2 separate regions of the Mus musculus genome follow, and region 1 is linked to region 2. A link is a contact called in public HiChIP or PLAC-seq data. All regions are on one chromosome and are shown on one strand. Each heading gives the region's core, a stretch centred on a gene start, on an enhancer-like site or on the middle of the called end of the contact. The rest is flanking DNA. Distances are from core to core; before and after follow the strand shown. Region 1 overlaps Notch2 (notch 2). Region 2 overlaps Gm5544 (predicted gene 5544).

Region 1 (5,176 bases), core at 1,234-3,733, 78 kb after region 2:
TTGAAATCTACCTCTGGATGAACAAACACTAGACATTGTCTTCTTCACTTAAAAAGCACCAAGAAGTTTAAGCTAAAAGACATTCTGCTTCTTTTGGGGGGAGGGTAGCAAGAAAATTATATATACTTATAATTTTTTCCAGTAAGGGTACTTAAAAGCTTCTATTTAAAATTATGGGGTTTAAAAACTTTAAGTTGTACTTAAAATACTTTTTTTTTTAAATATCTTTTAATAGAGAGGGCTTACTAAAAGAACAGGGAATTGTTGGCAGGCAGAATTTGTCTTGATAAGAGGACAGATAGAGGTAGTACGACAGATCAGCTAGAAGGCTGGCCCTTTGAGCCTTTGGATGGGAATTCTTCCTCTACCTGAGGCTTTAGCACACTGAGCCATGGGCTTGTAAGCCCCGCGTCTGTCTTTGTTAGTGCCATTTCTTCCCCAGATGGATGTCCATGCTGAGGAAATACACTGGGGCTTCTTGGAACCATACTGGCACCTACTGACCAGTGGATGTGCCAGGAGCAAAAGTGCTTACTGCGAGAGGAGAGCAGGCATGCATCCTCCCTCACTGCGAGAGGAGAGCAGGCATGCGTCCTCCCTCACTGTGAGAGGAGAGCAGGCATGCGTCCTTGCTCAAGTTTCCTGGACAGTTTCCTTTTGAGGAGTTTGTTTTTGCATTTGTTGGTTAGTTGCACATGATTTTGCTTTTGTCCAACTTCTTCAGTCAGTCTCCCCTCCTTGATACACATGGCTAAAGGTGCACAGGGGTTGGGTCGGAGGGAATATCATCATGCACACAAATTTTCCTTTATTTTAAAGACTTATTTTAGTTATATGTGCATGTGCCACGTGCACATGAGTGCAGGTACACACCGAAGTCAGAAGAGGGCACTGTGTGGGTGCTAGGAGGAGCTGTGTGGCCTCTCAGCCACTTGCCGTCTCCCCAGCCCCAGCTCATGCGTATTTTAAGACAGAAGAAACATTGAAAGGTGTTTTAGTTTTGCCGAGATCAGAAATGTACAATTCTACTTTCTCAGACTTTTATTCTTGTTAAAGGCTAAGATGTGTCTAACTGTGTTCCTCTGTTTATTTTACTTCTCCTGACAAACGTAAAATCTGTGTTAGAGTCTCATTTCAGTGTCTCCATGCTCAGTAAAATGGAAACCTTTGAACATTTTAATCACGGGAGCTGGTGGTTGAGTCTGACAGTAGGTTTTTGTCTTAGCTGTTTAGTTTGTTGAATGTCAGTGACTATGCACCTTCCGTGGTTCATACACATGGAGATGAGCCATCTCTGTTGTCAACACCACTGCCTTTCAAGAACTTTGCTAGACGTGAGGGTGAGAGTATGATACACCTGCCCAAGCCATAGTGGAAGCACGTGGAAGCAAATGATTCGGAATGCAAGTAGGAATTAGCAAGCTAGAGAGGGGTCGCATCGTTCAGTGCCGTCTAGAGGGACAGCATGCAGTGGTGCCATTAATAGACTGACATGTCCTGGTTCTTCTGTGGGTTTTCAAACCATATGTTGTATATAGTGTAATCTTTAACATGCAAGGGCTGAAACTTACCTAGTTGAACTCATTTGCTTCAGCTCACAATTGGGGTCTAGTTGTTTTTTCTATAATCCCGATAAGAGAAAAGCAGAGGAGGAGGAGAAGAAGGAGGGGGAGGAGGAGGAGGGGGAAGAAGAAGAAGGAGGAGAAGGAGAAGGAGAAGGAGAAGAAGGAGACCACCATCACCACCACCACCACCACCATTGTATAGTAAACTCTGGTGTTACATAGTACATTGATGAGTTCAGGTTTTAGAATCAAGGATTAATATTTCATAGAAATGAATTTCTGTATAAAATGAAAATCCTAGATGCTGGGCATGGTGACTCACCTGAGAGGCAGGCAAGAGCTTTGCCAGGAGTTCAAGGGCAGCCTGGATCACACAGTCAGTTTCCGGCCAGTCTGGGCCGGAGTGAAACCCTGTTGCTTCTGTTTTTCCCAAACCACAGCAGGTTTCATTTTTGGGAAAGCAGCTGGGACGGGGAGCCCTCTAGATGTCCTGTCTGCATCAGGAATCGGCATATTTTAGGTCAGAAATATTTTCTACTGGTGATCTCTGAAGAACGCAGAGATCCTTGACATATTAGGGGAGGCATAAAAATCCGTGTCTCCCTGGTTGCTTTTCTCCTTTCTTTTAACCAAGACTGATTTCAGGAGGGAGACAACTACTCCCACGTTGCTTCTGTTTAAATGTGAGCTTCTGTGCTTCTGTTTGTTTGTATTTTTTTTTCATGGCTGACACGCCCTCCCCCCTCGGCGGCTGCCCCCCAAAAATGGAATAAAAAACAAAGTGGAAGCTTTGTTGTTTGAAATTGAAGGGTGCTGTGAGAATCACTGCAAATCCCTGCTGTCTCCGCCTGCCCTCAGTTCTCCTATTTTGGGTAGTAGTGCAAGCAGTCATTTTAGAAAACATGGCCGTGTCCACTGGACGGCACTCCTTCCAGAGGCCCTGTGCCAGAAGCAACAGAGGGACACACAGCCAAGTCCCAGCCAGCAACCCAGACTTCAGCTCTCAAATTCTGCTACTTGAAATTTGCATAAACGTTGAAGGGAGAAAAGAAGCGCCCTGTGTCTGTCACTCTTCTACTTTAGGCTCTGCAGCCATTCAGAGCATTAAACCTCGTCTGAGGGTGCAGCGGATGAGCGCGCTGCAGGCAGAAGGAGCAGGGTATGAAAAGAGTCATGTGAGTCAGACAACAGACAGAGGCTTATTTGAAGAGGCTACAAAGCAACAAGTATTGCCAATTTAAAACATTGCTTGTCAGAGCAAGGAGTGAAACACATTGTAGGCTGCTCAGATTACACCGTCTGGGGTACCAGACTTAATTACTCATGTTTGAGATTCTTAAAACAAAGGGAGGCTTTTAAGCCTGTGATACATAGCTGGCACGGCCCAAAAAGCTCCGGAAAGCCTAGAAAATTGTGATGGGGACTCCATCAAGCCTGGATACCTTCAGTCTGTCTTTTCGAAGATAAATTCCTGGTGCGTTGGACCTGGTAAAGATCACTGACTGATATGTACCTTGTTGTCTGCAGTGTTTGTATACAGTGGAGGCTAATAAATGTGAATATGAAGCCTCGTCTGGACTGAATGGCTTCAAGGGTCTGTGCTGTTTTCGTAGTTCTTTGTAGAGAGGTTTTGACAGTGAGTTTTAAGAGGGTATACTGAAGGCATCCAATAAAAGCCATTTTTGCTGTGTTTGTATTTTTCTGGAGTCATTTGGCTAGGTCCCTTTCTCTCTGTTCCATCTGTCCCTTCCCTGTAGGCTGAGAGGATGGTGTATCCAGAGACTGGTTCATTCATGGTTGGTTGGTCTCTGTGTATTGCTGGTTGAGCGCCATGCTCGTGTATGGAGTGGCCCTTTGCTCAAGTATAGTACTGGCTGTACATTTAGTGAATCATTTCTTTTTTATTGCCCCTTTAGGAGGATAGCAGTAAGCTCTGCGTGGCTTGTGTGTTTTATTAGAGGGCTGGTGATGGCATCTGGGAGGAATTAATCCCATTTATTGATATCATACTCTATATTAAATTGTGTCATTTTCCTTTGAAGTTGATGTGCTTAAACAGGGCAGTTTGTTCCCCTCCCACTTGAAGGAGCAGCTGTGACCTGACCAGGCCTTTGGTGACTTATCCCATCCTAGCCTCCATGGCCTTTTTCTTGTGACTATTGTTTAATTTGCGATCTCAATCCCCAAATGTATGTTAGTTTTCTGTGCCTGGGTTCCTGCTCAAGTGGGCTTTTCTTATCTCTACCTGAGAACTTTTTTCGTTGCTTGGTTTTGTTTTTTTTTCTAGAACATACCACTGTCTAAAGAGGCTTTATTTACATTTTGTTTGTTGTTGCCTGTTTTCCCCTAAGAGAAGCAGAGTTTGTGAGAGTTTGCTGACTACAGTGTCCCTGACATCAGGGCCCTGCATCTGCATGCTTTGTAGATGTGCTGTGTTCTGAATGGGTTTCAGCTGAGGGTGGTGGCACCCACCTTTGATGTCTGCACTGAGGAGGCCGAGCTAGATGGTGCTCTGTGAATTTTGAAGCTAGCCTGCTCTACATAGTGAGTTCCAGGATAACCAGAGCTACAGTGAGACCCTATCTCAAAACTCCGAAAAAAGAAAAATTCTAGAAGCTTTCTTCTACGTTTTGTGTCACACTGCCAAGTGACCGGGCAATGAGACACAAGTCCACTTTCTTGTGTTTGCTTTTCCTTTTATTGTGGGGTACATGTCCAGAAATACAGACCGTGGTCTGAAAGATTGATCTTCCTCTGCTACTGTGTGCAGCCTGAGAAGAAAAGTTGGGCTGGTGTCTCAGACTCCATCCACTCTTGGATTTGATTGGGGCTGGAGAGCCAGTCCAGGTACTGATTTAACAGGCGCCTCTGATGCATATTGAAGTTTGAAAACTGTGACTGGGGAAATGTTAAAGGTTCAAGGTAGTAGAATCCCAGAAACCAGCCAAGTGGCATTAATTATTAGCCTGGGGTGCCCACCTTTTTTTTTTTTTTTTTTTTTGGTCACTGACTTGGATTGGTTCTCTAAAGCAAGGCTGTAAAGTTATTTGCTAGGTAGATAGGCACATATTGACTCTAGGTTGTGTGTATTCTATGAATCTGTCACTGTGATTATTTGCCAGGACACCTAGTAGGAACAGGCTGTGATTTTTTTTTTTTTCCTCTCCCTGCCCACAGCTGAGTCATGGGTGGCTGGGGTCCTTCTGCTCTCCTGGATAAATTTCTCTTTGTATTCTGCCTATTTTTATGTACTTGTTAAAACTTGGTGTATTTCGTGTCGCACGCCTTTAATCTCAGCACTTGGGAGCTAGAGGCAAGCAGATTTCTGAGTTCAAGGCCAGCCTGGTCTACAGAGTGAGTTCCAGGACAGCCAGGGCTTTACAGAGAAACCCTGTCTCGCCAAACAAAAAAAACAAAAAACAAACAAACAAACAAAAAAAAACCAAACAAAAACAAAAACAAAAACCCAACCCCCCCAAAACAAAACAAAACCAAAAAACCTTGGTATATTTCTTAACACATTATCCCTGTGTGTGGTGTAATGCTTATGCATTTGTGTGTGGTACGTGCACTGAGTGTGGAGGTGAGTGACCTTGTGTGCACACGCCAGG
Region 2 (5,426 bases), core at 1,289-3,788:
TGCAGTAAACCCCATAACTTACTATCCTTTTCCACAGCCGAGGGAAATTGCTCTTTCCCAAGGGTGGGGGTTGTGTCTACGGTGAGCCGTGGTGAGCCGCTCTTCTCTGAGGTCTGTTGAGGAAGATGTTACCAAAATGTGTAGCCTAGCCTCTAGTTCATCTCATCAGGAGAAAAACCGTCTGGACCCTCCTGCTTATTTGTGGGTTGTTTTGCCCCACCCCCTCTACACAGCCCTATTTCTCTCTAGCTTCACTCTAAGGAAAAGTTAAGTCCCCACAAGACTCATTCACAGACCCAATGCTTTATGGAAGTCCCCAATGTCTTTCTCCCATTCAGTGTCTCCTTCCTTCCTCAAGATAACGTGGGAGCTTTGGGTATATCACTAGTCAGCCAATAGCAAAGACTGGTCTCTTACAAAGAGAGGAGCTCTCTTACAAAGAAGCTCTGGCATATGGTTGCAGAGGCTCAAGTCTGAGGGTCCACCTGGTGATGCCAGAGGCCCAGGTTAATACAGGTCATCACTTGGGAAGAAACAAGAGTACATGTGTTTGTGTCTGGCAGCTCTCCCCTTTTTTATTTTATTTTATTTTATTTTATTTTATTTTTTTATTTATTGATTGATTTATTTGGTTTTTTTCGAGACAGGGTTTCTCTGTACAGCCCTGGCTGTCCTGGAACTCACTTTGTAGACCAGGTTGGCCTCGAACCCAGATATCTGACTGCCTCTGCCTCCCAAGTGCTGGGATTAAAGGCATGTGCCACCACCGTCCGGCCCTCTTTTTTTTTATTACAAAATATTTTTAAAGATTATTTTTAACTATACAGATGGGGGTGCATGAGTGCAGGCACCCACAGAGGCATCAGGCAGTTGTGAGCCAGGGAACCTAACGCCTGTCCTCTGTAAGGGCAATGTGCAGTTTAATGACTGAGCCATCTCTCCAGCCCCTTCTCTTCCTTTCATAAAGTCACCAAGAGTCAGCCCTGGCGGCTCTATCTGTCTAATTTTAATCCTCCCCAAAAGTCCCACCTCTAAAGTCCATAGTGGGATTAAGTTTCTTCAGCCTTAATACATCACAACGGGGTTTAATTTCAACACACGGAGCTTGGGAGAGACTGGAGCCAAATGCAAGCCGCAGCAACAGGAAGCATTTATAACGTTAAGTAAGCAAAAGAACAGGGCACAAAAACCTGTGTGCAGATTATCGTTCTCATTGTGTAAAAGTCAGTAAATGAACAAAAATTTATGAACCTGTAAGGAAAATGAGATTAGAGGAAATAAAATAATGAGCTGGTAAGATGAAAGAATTGTGGGGTTTTGTTTTTTTGTCTAAGATTTATTTATTTATTTTATGTGCACACACTGTGGTTCTCTTCAGACACACCAGAAGAGGGCATCAGATCCTATTACAGATGGTTGTGAGCCACCATGAGGTTGCTGGGATTTGAACTCAGGACCTCTGGAAGAGCAGTCAGTGCTCTTAACAGCTGAGCCTTCTCTCCACCCCCTCCCTTTTTTTTTTTTTTATTCTTCATGCTCTTTTTTTTGGGGGGGGGGGTTTCAAGACAGGGTTTCTTTGTATAATCCTGGCTGTCCTGGAACTCACTTTGTAGACCAGGCTGGCCTCGAACTCAGAAATCCGCCTGCCTTTTGCCTCCCGAGTGCTGGGATTAAAGGTGTGTGCCACCACTGCCCGGCTCTTCATGTTCTTAATGTTTTTTATTTAAATAATTTTGAGGGATTTTGCTTGTTTTGGTTTTGTTTTTTAAAAAGGAGGTCTTACTATGTAGCCCAGGGTTGGCTTCAAACTCATACTCTTCCTGCCTGGGCTTCATGAGTTTACAGATGTGAGATCACAAGCGTTGCACTACTATACCTGAATAGCTCCCTTAGAAAATTAATGTAATAAAACATTCTCTTGTAATTTAGGAAGAGACTTGTTACAATGGGGTCAGGACAAAATTAGTAATAACAACTGCTGAAAGGAACAGAGTGGAGAAGCCTGTTGTTGATAAGGTGATGTGGATGTGAACTTGTGAATCATTCTGCTTGTGTGTGAGCTGATGTTGAGATCTGATCCACGAACCCTTAGGGAAGGCACAAAGCCACTCCTCACCCTCGCCATTCACAAAAGGGAGGGAGGAAGACTTCAGACATGGTAGGCAGTCATGAGCTGGTAGAGGTACTAAGTTTGGGGGCTTCTAGCATGCTTCAAGGATGGAGCACTGCAACTGTGTTACCATTTATTTTTAGAAGTTCTGTCCTCGGGAGGCGGGCATACTGTTCACCTCTCACTGAATTAGCTGTGTTCCACGCAGCCTTTGGACATCTTTCTGCTGTAGCAGCAATCGGATCAAAGCACGTGTCAGAAAGAGAAGTGAAAAACACCAGATGTGAGCGAAACCACAGGGGGAGTTTTCAGCCAGGCGGTGTACACCGGATGACCCCGTTTGGAATGTGGCCCAGGACCGGGATAGACAGACCAGCAAAGGATGAGACAGGACACACAGCCGTTATTGATCCCGATTGGAGCCAAATGTGGTTAACTTGGTCTATGACCTTGCTCAAGTCATTGACCTCTACATGACTTTCACCATCTGGGCAACACATGGGCTGCTCATTTCCTTTCAGGAAAAACTCATGGCAACCATGTTAGTCACAAGAAGTAAGAAGGAAGCAGGACCTGGTGACCCGGTGGGTGGTGACATATTATACCCGAGCACATGAATACCACAATATGGACGTGTAGGTATGAATTTTATGAGAAAAGTGTGTATGAAAATACAGGATTAAAGACCGTGCCTCATTAGTTCAAAAGTAAATAATCTTAATATTGACAATCGAAGGGTGTAACAGGACTTTTTGTTTTTTAGTCTTTCTTTGCCTAAGGTGCTTCAGAAATCCAAGGGTCAGACTAAAGCCCTAGCCTGGCACATATTTAGGGAAGTAAATGTTAGTAGAGAATGGAGCTTACTCCAAATTCTTACTCTTTGCCACTTAGATGCTGTGTGCCCTTGCAGAAGTGATAGTTGTGAATGTCAGGTTCCTACTCTACTATACGAGGCCAATACTAAGATATACCTCATGGGCTTGTGAAGGCTGAATAAAGTAATAAACCAAAAGAGAGGAGGAGAATGCTGGGTATGCGTTTGTTATTATTATCCAATAAGAATAAAGCTCTGCTTTAAAAAAAAAAAAAAAACAACTTTTTTTTTTCTAAATCTTGGGGAGTTGAACCTTGGACCTCATGCATGTTCACTAAGTACCATAATGGAGGCCTGCTCTTTTCTGAGGGGACATGAAGAAGCAGTAGATCTGAGGTAGAGAGAAGGTGTGGGGAGGGGGGTTTTGAGAGGAGGGGGAGAGGGGAGGCTTCTGCTCTTGGGATGTATTACATGAGAGAAGAAGAACAACGACAGAAGAATCTTTCCTATCTTACTCATCTGTGCAGAACACTGGTCCCTCTAGACTTTAAACTAAGCTTTAGTCACTAGGCATCAAAGTCATTTTGTTCATCTATTCCTGTCTCAGCTCCTCTGAGTCAGGTTGATGCCACAGCAGAAGTCTCTGAAGCATCCGTGAGTCCTCTGCCCTTTCACCCATGAGCCTCTGATGTATCAGGATGCCCTGTCACCACTAAGGCTTAAAAAGTCTGATTTTTTTCTCTCTCTTTAATAGGATAGCTCACAGCCAAGACCTCAGGGAGACACATGAGGAATGAGGAAGAGGAATCCTGATCCAGAGATGAATTACTGCCTCCTCCAACCCTTCAAGGTGGCAGAAGGCTATGGTACCAAGTCCAGGAGCCAACGTGCTGGAATTCATCTTGGGTCTCCTACTGAGGAAATGGCTCTACATAAGAATATGGGAGAGGAAAACCCAAAGTGGGCCCATGAGAAACTCGATAGTTAAGCTTCAGGCCTGTTGGGGAATGATGGACAGACCTTTCAGAGCTTCTGAAAGTTGGGGATCACATTTCCTAAAGATACAACAGGAAATTGATTCCAAACAGCAGAAAGAAGTACAGGGAATCATGGAATTGGCCTGGTCTAGCTGTCTTGAGAGGTGTGGGTCGTGGAGTTTTCAGGTTAGGGTCTGTGGCTTCTGGGGCACTATGTGCCTTTCAATTCCTGAGAAACTGAGTCACTCCCTCGGGTAGTGAAACATTCATGCCAACTGTATTCTCTGTATCCCAAAGAAATCAGTGAAGCATATAAGAAGGCTGGACAATTAGTCTTAGACATTAATCTTGTGTGCAATCATTGTATCCTGGCAGTTATAATTCTATTCTTCTTTGTAGCTGCCATTATATTCTGTATCTGATAAGGGTATAAAAAGTCTGATTGCTTGCAATAAACTTGTCTCAACCTTAGGTTTTCGGAGACCCCTTCAACCTGAGCCTGATTTTCATTCCCACTGACCATTTCAGGAGACCCTGGTTTGGTAAATAAGCCCTTTCCAAGTGTACTCTTTAAAAATATACTTATTTATTTTTAATTGTGTGCACATGTGTATATGTATATGCATGCGTGACTGCAGGTATGCTTGGAGTTCAGAAGAGCACATCAGATCCTCCTGTAGCTAGAGTTATAGGCAGTTGTGACCTCCCTGATGTGGGTGCTAGAAACTGATCCTGGGACTTCTGCAAGATCAGTAGACACTCTTGATCAATGAACCATCTCTAGCCCCACAGACACTCTTGACTTCCACCCCTGCCGTACATGGTTATGTGAATCAGGGGAAGAAAGGCAATGTTTCATTGCCAAGTCAGTAGCTTGTAACCCCTGGGGCCTGTGTTGCTTCTATGCTCTGATCCTGTGTGGATTAGAATCTATAAAGTATATCTATCTTAGTCACTGTTCTATTGCTGTGAAGAGGCACCATGACCAAGGCAACTCATAAAAGAAAGCTTTTGATTCAGGGCTTGCTTACAGTTTCAGAGGCTTAGTCCATTATCATCATCATGAGGATGGACATGGGGCTAGAGCAGTAGCTGAGAGTTACATCCTGATCTGTAGGCAGAGAGAGAGAGAGAGAGAGAGAGAGAGAGAGAGAGAGAGAGAGAGAGCAGAGACAGAGAGAGAGAGAGAGTAGAGACAGACAGACAGAGACAGAGAGAGAGGCTAGGCCTGGTGTGAGCTTCTGAAACCTCAAAGCCTCGCCCTAGTGACATATTCCCCTACAAGGCCACGTGTACTACAAGGCCACACCTCCTAACCCTTCTAAACTTCTCAAAGAGAGTCACTCCCTGATGACTAAGCATTCAAATCTATGAGCCTATGGCAGCCAGTTTTATTCAAAGTACCACCATATCCTTGTGAGCTACCAATTAACACTGTTAAATAAATGAAAACTGATGGAATATTAAACTCTTGGGCAAGGATACAAAAGACTGTCCCAGAATTTTTTTCTTTTTAGTTGGAAAA

Evidence for each region. HiChIP or PLAC-seq counts read pairs in DNA pulled down with a chosen protein or histone mark.
Region 1: an H3K27ac HiChIP or PLAC-seq map of microglia shows a contact between it and region 2, with 3 times the contacts expected there. The contact joins two enhancer-like sites. A contact is called at or near these places in 1 of 15 datasets of contacts at CTCF or cohesin (the NIH/3T3 cell line), 7 of 484 Hi-C or Micro-C datasets (bone marrow-derived macrophages, embryonic stem cells, liver and 2 more) and 5 of 115 datasets of contacts at active chromatin or transcription factors (CD8 T cells, bone marrow-derived macrophages, embryonic stem cells and 2 more).

The regions. Positions count from the first base shown.
Region 1 is chr3:98,040,523-98,045,698 of GRCm38.p6, forward strand. All of the region lies in intron 1 of Notch2 (notch 2), which reads left to right. Among named protein-coding and RNA genes, the nearest start is that of Gm40103, 17 kb to the left of the region's middle. Within about 2 kb of position 2,484, at least 150 of the 459 cell types and tissues checked have an H3K27ac peak or open chromatin away from gene starts, as enhancers often do. A contact at or near this core is called in liver, microglia and uterus, where this site is marked.
Region 2 is chr3:97,962,628-97,968,053 of GRCm38.p6, forward strand. It overlaps Gm5544 (predicted gene 5544), which reads left to right. Exons shown (of 2, transcript NM_001033779.2): 2 at 3,679-4,391. The coding sequence starts at 3,788. The coding sequence ends at 4,159. Among named protein-coding and RNA genes, the nearest start is that of Gm5544, 35 kb to the left of the region's middle. Within about 2 kb of position 2,539, at least 71 of the 459 cell types and tissues checked have an H3K27ac peak or open chromatin away from gene starts, as enhancers often do. A contact at or near this core is called in liver, microglia and uterus, where this site is marked.